2 separate regions of the Salmo salar genome follow, and region 2 is linked to region 1. A link is a contact called in public Hi-C data. All regions are on one chromosome and are shown on one strand. The core of a region is the stretch at or near the end of the contact, and the rest is flanking DNA. Distances in the headings are between cores, read along the strand shown.

Evidence for each region. A called contact is a pair of places that touch in the nucleus more often than the background predicts.
Region 2: a Hi-C map of gill shows a contact between it and region 1, with 2.6 times the contacts expected there. The contact joins the enhancer-like site here to the promoter of LOC106567530 in region 1. A contact is called at or near these places in 3 of 3 Hi-C or Micro-C datasets (blood, gill and muscle).

Annotation. Positions count from the first base shown.
Region 1 is chrssa13:60,412,579-60,418,648 of Ssal_v3.1, forward strand. LOC106567530 (protein Jade-1) reads left to right here and starts at 3,308. Exons shown (of 13, transcript XM_045693416.1): 1 at 3,308-3,326; 2 at 4,379-4,428.
Region 2 is chrssa13:60,485,028-60,491,097 of Ssal_v3.1, forward strand. The region is part of intron 5 of LOC106567530 (protein Jade-1); the gene reads left to right. Among protein-coding and RNA genes, the nearest start is that of LOC106567530, 72 kb to the left of the region's middle. Within about 2 kb of position 3,899, at least 3 of the 13 cell types and tissues checked have an H3K27ac peak or open chromatin away from gene starts, as enhancers often do. A contact at or near this core is called in gill, where this site is marked.

The DNA.
Region 1 (6,070 bases), core at 2,058-4,557:
TCACTCTGTCTATATAAACAGGTTGGGACAACATCCTGACAGGTATGAATGGAACAAGACAGGGGATGAAGGCAAAAGTGTAATAGAACATGTAGGTAGGTCTTCCCCTTCATTTGTTATGAGGAGGGTGTCACTTCACTTGACATCTTGAGACGTCTCCCCTTCACAGTGTCAAATATTTTATATTAATTGCTCATTTTTGGTTATTCTCCATGATCACGCTCTCCGTAGCCGACGGGAACAAGACCTTTAAACAGGTCGACATTCACAAGGCCGCGGGGACAGACGGATTACCAGGACGTGTACTCAGAGCATGCGCGGACCAACTGGCAAGTGTCTTCACTGACATTTTCAACCTCTCCCTGACCGAGTCTGTAATACCAACATGTTTCAAGCAGACCACCATAGTCCTTGTGCCCAAGAAAGTGAAGGTAACCTGCCTAAATGTCTACCTCCCCGTAGCACTCACGTCAGTAGCCATGAAGTGCTTTGAAAGGCTGGTCATGGCTCATATCAACACCATCATCCTGGAAACCCTAGACCCACTCCATTTCGCATTCCACCCCAACAGATCCAAAGATGACGCAATCTCAATCACACTCCACACTGCCCTTTCTCACCTGGACAAAAGGAACCTATGTGAGAATGCTGTTCATTGACTACAGCTCAGCGTTCAACACCATAGTGCCCACAAAGCTCATCACTACGCTAAGGACCCTGGGACTAAACACCTCCCTCTTCAACTGGATCCTGGACTTCCTGACGGGCCGCCCCCAGGTGGTGAGGGTAGGCAACAACACATCTGCCACGTTGATCATCAACACAGGGGCCCCTCAGGGGTGTGTGCTTTGTCCCCTCCTGTACTCCCTGTTCACCCACGACTGTGTGGCCAAGCACGACTCCAACACCATGATCACTGACAACGATGAGACAACCTATAGGGAGGAGGTCAGAGACCTGGCAGTGTGGTGCCATGACAACAACCTCTCCCTCGATGTGAGCAAGACAAAGGAGATGATCGCGGACTACAGGAAAAGGAGGGCAAAACCCGCCCCATTCACATCAACGGGGCCATAGTGGAGCGGGTCGAGAGTTTCAAATCCCTTGGTGTCCACATCACCAACAAACTATCGTGGTCCAAACACATCAAGAAACTCATGAAGAGGGCACGACAAAACCTTTTCCCCCTCAGGAGACTTGGTATGGGATTTGGTATGGGTCCCCAGATCCTCAAAATGTTATACAGCTGCACCATCGAGAGCATCCTGACCGGTTGCATCACCACTTGGTATGGCAACTGCTCGGCATCCGACCGTAAGGCGCTCCTCCCAGTGGTTAAAATACAATGAGGTGCACACATTCCTATCTCAATCTCCATAAAAAATATCTGCAATCTTGATTATATTAAATATGGGCAGCTTACAACCCATGTAAGTCCCCATTTGATCCCCATTCTGCTTATAGCCACATGGCATACCTCTTCACTCAGCATAAAATACACAATGATGCTGAAATAATACACTGTTCCAAGAGGCTTGGCAACACATATTTTTGATGAGTCATCTAATGTATGCTTAGTCAAGAGAAAACTGTAATTGGGAGACATGGAGACAACAGGTAGCCTTTTCAGCAGCATGCTGGGAATGAGCCAAGGAAGAAGTATTACCCCCCACTCCAATATCACACGGGCCCTGGTCAAAAGTAGTGCAGCATATAGGGAATAGGGAGCCATTTGGGACGCAGCCTGAGAAGGTAAATGCCTCGCAAATGGGACAAGTATGAGATAAGTACAGGAAAACAAATGACTTGAATTGAATACAGAAGGAGATAGTAGATCTCAATCATCGGCTTCTGACTCAGGAGACAATGATTACATCTTCATACCTCTGTTTAAAACATTGCACCCTTTTAAATCACAGTTTTTTTTTTTAAGGCTGTGCCATATCATTATACAATACTGCTGTGCTGATGATCTCTATAGGGATTTAAAGTATGAAAGGGCTGTAATGCAAAAAAATCAACGGATGGCCTAGATAATTCTAGGAGTCTAGACCATAATGAAACAAATTTGAGGATCTGTCTTTCTTTCTGCAGGCGTTTCAGTCTGTCAGTCTCCCAGGTTTGTCAGGCTGCCCTAGAATAACCTCTGAACTATCAGAATCGGCACCAATTCTACAGTCCCGACAAGCAGTTTGTTGTAATATTATCCATCATGAGATACAGTGGCTTTGATGTAGGTAGCTGACATTTGGATGCCCTGGCCTGATCAAAAGCCTATTGGATGCCACAATCAAACCGAAAGGACATACAGTACCTTGAATGAAAGAGAACCACAATTTACACTAACCACAGGCCCTTCTAATGAGAGGAGGGTTACGTCCCATTTGGCACCATATTCCCTTTAAAGTGTATATAGGGAATAGTCTGCCATTTGGGACAGACATGATATATGTTGCATGGCTGAATTTGCTAAATAAACGATGAGTCCAGCAGACAGTAAATTAACGGTCAGTACAATCAAATACCCATGGAGTGGCATTGTATGTTTTCTCAAGGGACTTAACCCACCTGTGGTGCGGGCAGGCTGCTACAGCACATTTGAATCTGTGCCAGAAAAAGCTAGTGTGTCTTTCATTTCACGGGGGGGGGGTAATTGGTACACTAATACAGGACTATTAAATGCCCAGTGCACTACTTATGTGTAAAAAATATTTATTTTAAAAAATACATGTTTTTTTGGTTTTTTTTTCCAGAGAGTCCTGCGGCACCCTCACTTCCCGCGGTTATGTGAGATGGGTAAAGAAAGGCCTGCACCGCTTGTATTTTCATGCGTGCCAAGGGTGCAAATATATGATGTCAGAAACACAACAACAATCATTGATATAGAAAAAAAATACTGCCATGCATCATTGGCTGGGTGGCCACCGAGCAGCAGGAGAGGGCACGCGCAATAACATGAAGGTGCGTGCGATTACTACCAGACACACAGTAACCCTCACCGGAGACTAGCTGTAAAATTATACTAAGGTTAAGACAACCCAATAATTCCATGCAGAGCGTTTGATGTCGAACTTTCTGTAATGGTATTCATTTCCATTCAATTTCGCTCCGGCCCAGGTCCAATGAATTTGTTTCTTTTCGAACGCTTCTGCATGGGAATTGTACAATGTCCCTTTTTTAGCTTCAACCGAGCCTGGTGGAGATCCGACAAAATACAGATCACTCCTAATAGAAAGTAGTAAATGCTGTGGAATTGATATCGCTTGTCTGCGTGAACTAACAGCATGGCTTGGAGTGGATTGAATAGGCTATTAAAACGTTTGAAAGTAAGACTAACGTTATTTCAATGTTTCTTTAATGTCTTTCTTATTACGAAAGGAAATATGAATAGCCCAAAAAAAATCCTCGGTAAATGGCCAATTATTGAACAGATATTACCCGACTAAAACAAACCGCTTACACTAAACGGTGGCTTTCACTTTCAAACGAGTGACAGGCGAAGAATATAATTCCATTTGATTTCCATTTCAGGTTTTAGCCAGTTTGGCGAAATTAACCCACCGTAAAGATATTTGAATCGGCTTTCAGTAACGGCAAATTTAAAGTACGTCATTAATATGGCGCCAAAAGAGTTTAAAGTATGAGCTTATTTTGTTGTGAGGTTGCAGAACCCTCGCGCAAGAGGGAGAACATGAGCGGGCAGGAGGGGAAGCGAATGGGCAGGCGATGTTTTTTCGGCAGAACGTCTCAAAACTAGCTTGCAACATTTCATTCCATGAAAATGAAGCATATATTATTTTTTTTCCCTTACTGGATCTGAAAACACACTCACGTGACAAATCGGGACCTGGGGGATATCACATTGGACTATTTTCAAATGCGACATGGCTTTGAAAATGATATTTGTTATCTTACCTTGCTGTACCCGGCATAGCTTTAGCTTACATTAGAAGTGACTTGCTGGCTGCAGCTCGAGGCTATCTTGCAAGCCGTTAGACAATTTGGATTTACGGATGATACTCCTAAAGTCTGCTAAAGGTAGCTAACAGTTAGCTACATTAACTGTATTTAGCTGAGAACTGCGAAGGCGGCCATCGCAGTTTTGTTGAATAATATGTTATGCTGCCGGATAGACTTTATAATGGATTAAATGTGTAAATTGCTACTTTTTTTATTTTGACTCTCTTGGGAGAGCATCTGATCGACGTGCTGTCACCACAGCCTCGCAGGCACGTCCTGTCACCAACGTGGATAGTCGGTGGGCTAACGTTAACTAGCTAACTAGCTAGGGTAGTTGCACTGGAATTTGACCACCGTGAAATTCACTGTCACTACATGTGGTTAACTTCAAATGATTTCGTGATTTCTCATCGTCCAGAGTCGAGGACGTTTTCGCCATCGGAAGCTGACTGCAATCAAGGTAAAAAGGTAGGTTCGATTTTGGTTTCTTCCCCCAAGAAGTACAGTAGTAGCATGTAACGTTAGCACAGGGGGGAAAAAGCACACTTCCAGAGCTGGTAGTGAAATGTGTAACGTTAGTGCATGTGGGTCAGATGGTTGTGATAGCCAGACGAATAGTTAACACGAGAAGATCATTCAACTGCAACTTCTTATTTTCTAAAATATGAAAATGTCAGGTCCCAGTTCACAAGCAATGTTAGCAACGCCAACTACGCAGCGAGTATTATTTACAGGCGGGCGGTCATAGCTATGTTCACCGCTGTTATGAAATAATTTTGGTAGCGGGATTTTCCTGAAGTGCTCTTGCATAACATGCTTCAGTGAAACAAATGGCTAATTATTTTGTTGAATTCGAAGAAATTATTGACAACTTATGCAAGAGTCGTGCAAGTGTGTATGTGTGTCGCGAGGAGGGACCGCGTCTCGCCAACATATGGCGCTGAAAATGCACATGCTGGGCTAATGACGAGTGATCGGATGTTATCTGCCCGTTGAAAAGATCAAATGAGCAGCATTTTGGTAATAACGATTGCGCTATAAAACTGTGATTTGTCTAAAGTTACTGTTGCCATCCAGTGTCGCTCGCTTGTGGGTTTGAAATCGCACGTGAACGCCAATTGCGTTCCCAAGAAGTGGAGTGTGTATTTCGGAAGGCTAAGCACGCACCTATCTAAGAATTAGAACAAGCTTGTTAACTCTCCTCTCCCCTCCCTCCCTGGCTCTCGCTGTGCAGTTCTAACTGTGGGGGGGAGTGGCTATTGTTTACCTTCAGAAACTCTGCGCTCATAGATCAGGGGGTGGGCCTGGTGTTGGTGCTGCGCATGGCGAGTAGAGGGACAGAGCAGCATCTTGATGATTCCCATTTTAAGAAACAAGAACTTGATGTTCATAATCAGATATATTTGGGATCAAGCTATTTCCAGTGTTTTGAATTACACATTGAGACTCTCGTAAGTTGCCACGCGCTTATATCTTTGACAGTTGTGGGGGGGGCTCACATTTTATATTTTCAATTCTTATTGGGAGAGGGGTTTTGGTTTGTTAATGGGGGGGTGCCAATGTATGTGAAGTTTACTTTACAGCGCATAACCTCGAGTACATTCAAATGTTATTATTATGTATTATGGTCCTCTTTAATAACAAACAAGTAAACATTTTTTACAATCCATTACCTCCAGTGATTCAGAATAGTAGACTGTGCAATCCATCCTGCTTCTCTTATTGCACAAATGTAATTGAACTGGTCCCTTCCTTTAATCAATTAAGTCTGAATCATGTAGGGACCCAGTTGTGACAGCTCTACCCCCCCCCCCCATGAAACAGGAGATGAGTCATGGTATGGGAGCATAAGAGCTCTCTCTCTCAATTACATTTCAATTCAAAGGGCTTTATTGGCATGGGGAAACATGTTTACATTGCCAAAGCAATTGAAATAGATAATAAACAAAACTGAAATGAACAGTAAACATTACACTCACAAGTTTCAAAGTAATAGACATTTCAAATATTATATTATGTCTATGTACAGTGTTGTAACAATGTGCAAATAGTTGAAGTACAAAAGGGGAAATAAATAAACGGATAAATATAGGTTGTATTTACAATGGTG
Region 2 (6,070 bases), core at 2,649-5,148, 73 kb after region 1:
GGGAAAGAGGCATGAAAAGATGGAGATTGGGGGGTGTATTGTGGGACCAAAGCAGAGATTTCCCACAGTGTTTTCCTGCAACATTTCAATTTACTGTTGTGTTGTTGTAGTTCAGTCTCTTAACATTGTCTAGCACTTGGGTGAAAACTGAGTGGGCGTCTCCATTTTTTTCCATTTCCTAACAAACACCAACGAGCACCTGTAAATGACTAGCTTAAGATAGATCTACTGTGTTTTTCCTTCCTCTGACAGAACAGAAACAGAACAGAACAGTAACAGGAGCCGGTGTTCCCATGCCTGCTGGTGGCCTTGTCTGTCCGTCTCTGCCCCCACCGGGTTGAATAAAGCACTGTGCTGTTTCTGTCCCTCTGAGAAATGTCATCCACATCAGAGGTGTTGGGGGGGGGGACATGTTATCCAGGAAGATGACAAATCAGTGGGTGGTGTTTTGGCCAGAGTCCCAAATGGCACCCTATTCCCTATGTAGTGCCATTTGGGACGCGGCCCCTTTTGCACTTGCTGTGGTGTGAAGTACATTTACTGTCTGTTAAACTCGGCGACACGCCTGCAACCTTCTGGTCATGACATTAGCTCTCCTCATGTCTTCAACCCACATCCCACCCCTGCTGAAGGTTGCTGGCCTAACTGTGCTGAGAACTGCCCTCGAGGTAGACGTCTAGGATCAGGTTACCCAACACCGAAACTAAACCACAACCATGAGGGGATGATCACATACAGTACCAGTCAAAGGTTTGGACACACCTACTCATTCCATGGTTTTTCTTTCATTTTTAGTGTTTTCTACATTGTAGAATAATAGTGAAGACATCAAAATTATGAAATAACACATATGGAATCATGTAGTAACCAAACAAGTGTTACACAAATCAAAATATATTTTATATTTGAGATTCTTCAAAGTAGCCATCCTTTGCCTTGATGACAGCTTTGCACACTCTTGGCATTCTCTCAACCAGCTTCACCTGGAATGCTTTTCCAACAGTCTTGAAGGAGTTCCCACATGCAGAGCACTTGTTAGCTGCTTTTCCTTCACTCTGTAGTCCAACTCATCTCAAACCATCTCAATTGGGTTGAGGTCAGGTGATTGTGGAGGCCAGGTCATCTGATGCAGCGCTCCATCACTCTCCTTCTTGGTCAAATAGCCCTTGGTCATTGTCCTGTTGAAAAACAAATCATAGTCCAAACCAGATGGGATGGCATATCGCTGCAGAATGCTGTGGTAGACATGCTGGTTAAGTGTGCCTTGAATTCAAAATAAATCACAGATAGTGTCACCAGCAAAGCACAATCACACCACCTCCTCCATGCTTCACGGTGGGAACCACACATGCAGAGATCATCTGTTCACCTACTCTGCTTCTCACAAAGACACAGCGGTAGGAACCAAAAATCTAAAATTTGGACTCATCAGACCAAAAGACAGATTTCCACTGTTCTAATGTCCATTGCTTGTGTTTCTTGGCCCAAGCAAGTCTCTTCTTATTGGTGTCCTTTAGTAGTGGTTTCTTTGCAGCAATTTGACCATGAAGACCTGATTAACACATTCTCCTCTGAACAGTTGAAGTTGAGAAGTGTCTGTTACTTGAACTCTGTGAAGCATTTATTGGGGCTGCAATTCCTGAGGCTGGTAACTCTAATGAACTTATCCTCTGCAGCTGAGGTAACTCTGGGTTTTCCTGTGGCGGTCCTCATGAGAGCCAGTTTCATAGCGCTTGATGGTTTTTGCGACTGCACTTGAAGAAACTTTCAAAGTTCTTGAAATTTTCCACATTGACTGACTTTCATGTCTTAAAGTAATGATGGACTGACTGTCTTTTCTCTTTGCTTATTTGAGCTGTTCTTGCCATAATATGGACTTGGTCTATTACCAAATAGCCCTATCTTCTGTTTACCGCCCCTACCTTGTCACAACACAACTGATTGGTTCAAACGCATTAAGAAGGAAAGAAATTCCACAAATGAACTTTTAAGAAGGCACACCTGTTAATTGAAATTAATTCCAGGTGACTACCTCATGAAGCTGGTTGAGATAATGCCAAGAGTGTGCAAATCTGTCAAGGCAAAGGGTGGCTACTTTGAACAATTTCAAATATAAAATATATTTTGATTTGTTTAACTCTTTTGGTTACTACATGATTCCATATGTGTTATTTCATTAGTTTTGATGTCTTCACTATCATTATACAATGTAGAAAATAGTAAAAAATAAGGAGAAACCCTTGAATGAGTAGGCGTGTCCAAACTTTCGACTGGTACTGTACATTATAAATATCAAACCCTCTATCACTGGTTAGGGGAAACTTCTATCTCCCTGAAGTTTGAACCAAGGCCCTGTCCAAACACGTTTTAAAATATGCCATTCCTTCCTTTTAGAAATCGCTGATCTGTTATGACATTGGTTAAGAGTTGTGGAAGCTACGCTGTGTGAAAACCTATCCAATCCTTTCTACATCAGTGATCATCTCAAGGAAGGATGCAACTTTTAGAAGTTTTCCAAACAAGGCCATAGTTGTGTGGGGTAGGAAGAGAAAATGAGAGTTGACAGTGTAGCATCCGAAATGTTCCTGTGGGTTGCAGACTGGCTGATCGAGTGAGCTCTCTCTGCTCTGGCCCGGCAACACGCTCGCCCACTTTCTCGTCCCCTGGCCAGACCCAGCCGTGACTGGACAGACTCGGGGCCCCCCGGGCCCGGCGCGTCTGCCACCTGATTGGCTTAGTGGGGGTGGTGGTTAGAGGGGGTCACAAAGGTCTGCTTTGTGCGTCTGCTGCTTGAGATGCTGCGGCCCCTCTATTTTCTCTCTCCACACTAGCCCTCTCTGATTCTATCTCCCGTTCTCCCTCTTCACTCACTAGCACTCCTAACACACTGCCCCTCTTTTGTACAGTAGCTCTCTCTCTCTCTGAGCCTCGCACAGAGGGTACAGTAGCCGCAAGATACACACACACACTCCAGATCCCCCAAGGCCAGTCAGTGTGCAATAAAACCCAAAGCCACATCCCTTCTGGGTCTGGGGTGGCACGAAGGGAAGTATGTACTGGTGTTCTGTATGGAGGAGCTGAGAGTCTGAAGCCCTTTTGTGTGTAATTCAGCTCTCCCCCGCTTCAGATAAATATTCCACAGGGCAAAGAAGGATCAAAGCTGCCTCTGCTGTGAAGCCGGGACTCAGAGGAGAGCGAGGGAATATCCAAATATTTTTAGTTTCCCCGCTCGTGTCATGGACAATTACCTTCCTTAGACAGGAGTGCTGGTATCTTGGAACCTAGGATTTAGTCAATAATATAGCAATGATATAGCTCTGATAGCCTTAGGCCATGCTAATGTATAATATATGCTACTTAGCAAACACTTTTATCCTTAAGTGACTTAAATTTACAGTGAGGGCATACATTTCAGTACATGTGATCACTGCGGGAGTTGAACCCACAACCTTGTTTTTGCTAGCGCCACACTCTTCCCAACTAGACCAGTGTTTCCCAACCCTGGTCCTTGAGTACCTTCGACGGTATACATTTTTATTGCAACCCTGGACAGACACCTGATTCAACTTGTCCACTAATCGTCAAGCCCTCAATGAGCTGGATGAGGTGAGTTTGTTCAGGGCTACAAACAAAGAAATGTGTACTGTTGGGAAACGCTGAACTAGACCACACAACACCAGACCAGCATGCATTTGTCTGCCAGTTATACCATGTTAGGATTGCCCAACAACAAAATAACAGTTACTACTGCTCCCTTCATAGTCAGCTTATTGAAGACATATTTCCAGTAGCTAGGATACATTTGCCTCTCTAATTTGACTGTCTATCCCCTCATATCTAGAGTTAGTTCTGTCTGGATTTGCTGTTTGTTGTTTCATAATCTCTGTTGACCTGAGTCATCTCGCCCTCTTGCCCACATCGCTGTGACTCCACCCAGTCTGGCAGCCCAGAACAACTCTTTCTCCCCCCTCTTCTCTTTCTCTCTGTCTTCTCTTACTGTCTGTTTAATCTCTCTCTGTCTTCTCTTACTGTCTCTCTGTTTAATCTCTCTCTGTCTTCTCTTACTGTCTGTTTAATCTCTCTCTGTCTTCTCTTACTGTCTCTCTGTTTAATCTCTCTCTGTCTTCTCTTACTGTCTGTTTAATCTCTCTCTGTCTTCTCTTACTGTCTCTGTTTAATCTCTCTCTGTCTTCTCTTACTGTCTCTCTGTTTAATCTCTCTCTGTCTTCTCTTACTGTCTCTCTGTTTAATCTCTCTCTGTCTTCTCTTACTGTCTCTCTGTTTAATCTCTCTCTGTCTTCTCTTACTGTCTGTTTAATCTCTCTCTGTCTTCTCTTTCTGTCTCTCTGTTTAATCTCTCTCTGTCTTCTCTTACTGTCTCTGTTTAATCTCTCTCTGTCTTCTCTTACTGTCTCTCTGTTTAATCTCTCTGTCCTCTCTTACTGTCTGTCTCTATTTTCTATGTACTCTTCCCTCCCTCCCTCCCTCCCTCCCTCCCTCCCTCTCGCTCATTGTTTATGTAGCCTGTGTTCAGGACATGTGACCCTGGCCAGAGAGAACACACCGTTCTCTCACCTCGCCCCTGTGGTTTTTCTCCACTTCCACAAGATATCTACAGTCAGCCACTGTACATCGATCCACTACGCTGGAAATGATAGAGAAAAAGGAGCATTAGGTTAGCCGCCTTCTGCCTGCAAACTCCACGAGTGAGTCTCTCTGATCACCACTTCAGACAATCCACACTTCCTGTAGCTCTGAACATCTTTAGGCTAGCTGGTCCTGCCTGGGGATTTAATTATAGTTATTGAAGCTGGGGGGGGGGGGGGGCAACGGCCAGTAGAAGAGGGTTATCTAATGAAAAGATAACCAGCTTAATAAGGCACAACAACTCTGAAAATGTATCGAATGATTCTCCCCCCGCGTGCGTAACCCACTCACATTTGATATTTTCCTGTTTTGGTTTTTTAGATGGAGATCACAGTGTGTGTGGTGGCGGAGAGATGGAGGCAACAGGCTGCTAGTAGCAGTAAGGCAGCTGTAGGGGGATTTCTCAGGCCTCACACTATTTGCATGGTTTTACATCAGACGTGTCGGCCAGGGAAGTGGAGGAAGTGTGGAGAGCAAAGTGTCTGTGCGTCCCAAATGGCAACCTATTCCCTATACTGTGCACCACTTTTGACTGAGCACCGCGAGGAATATGGGGCCATTTTGGGACACAGTGTGCCTGTGTAAACAGGCTGTACACTACCCACCCTCCGACGCAGTGAGGCAGGAGCCACTGTGATGTTGAGGATATGACCTGTTTAAGATTAGACGCCGAATCTGTCATTATCGCATCGCTTCCCACTCACTCAAAGGTCACCATTTGAGTACAGGTGGAGGAGATGACGAGGTGTGTGTGTGTGTGTATCCATCCGTGTGTGTTTCGGTTTGTTTGCGCACTGATAGGACTGGAAAACCCTAGGTTGTGTACCGGTCTAGGAACAAGCGTTGATGTGTGTGGTAACTGGGCGGGGGAAAAAATAGTCCGGCCCAGGAAATAATTCAAGTGAACCTATTTGACCTCTGTCTTGCCATGTTGATAAGTAAAGCGCTGCGTGTGTAAAACCATTCCCAAAATCAGAATGCAATATTCCCATTCCACACAAGCACACTAATGATTAGCATTCACAATATATTAGTCCCCAACAACTCGTGTTAACCAAACAAACCCGAAGTAGATCGCAATGAAAACAAATGTAAATACTTTGTTAAAAAGCTCAGTTAGTCGTGTCATTGAACTCCAATGGAGAAAAACCTAGATTTGACTCTGTGTGTGTGAGAGCGAGAGATCCTTACAGAAATGTTTACGCTTATGGGCTCCCCTCCCAGTGGGTCAAGTGGCGTTCCCTGACCCCATTTCCCGTGGCATAGTAAGAAGGGCATGAGGTGCCGGGGGAGGGGGGTGACATGCTGCTCAGACAGAGAAGATGATGACTCCAGCTATGCCCCCCCCCCCCCATGGCCTAGGGCTCCCTGTGCACTGCTGACATACCCCCATGTCTGGGCAGACCGACACAACACAGGGCCT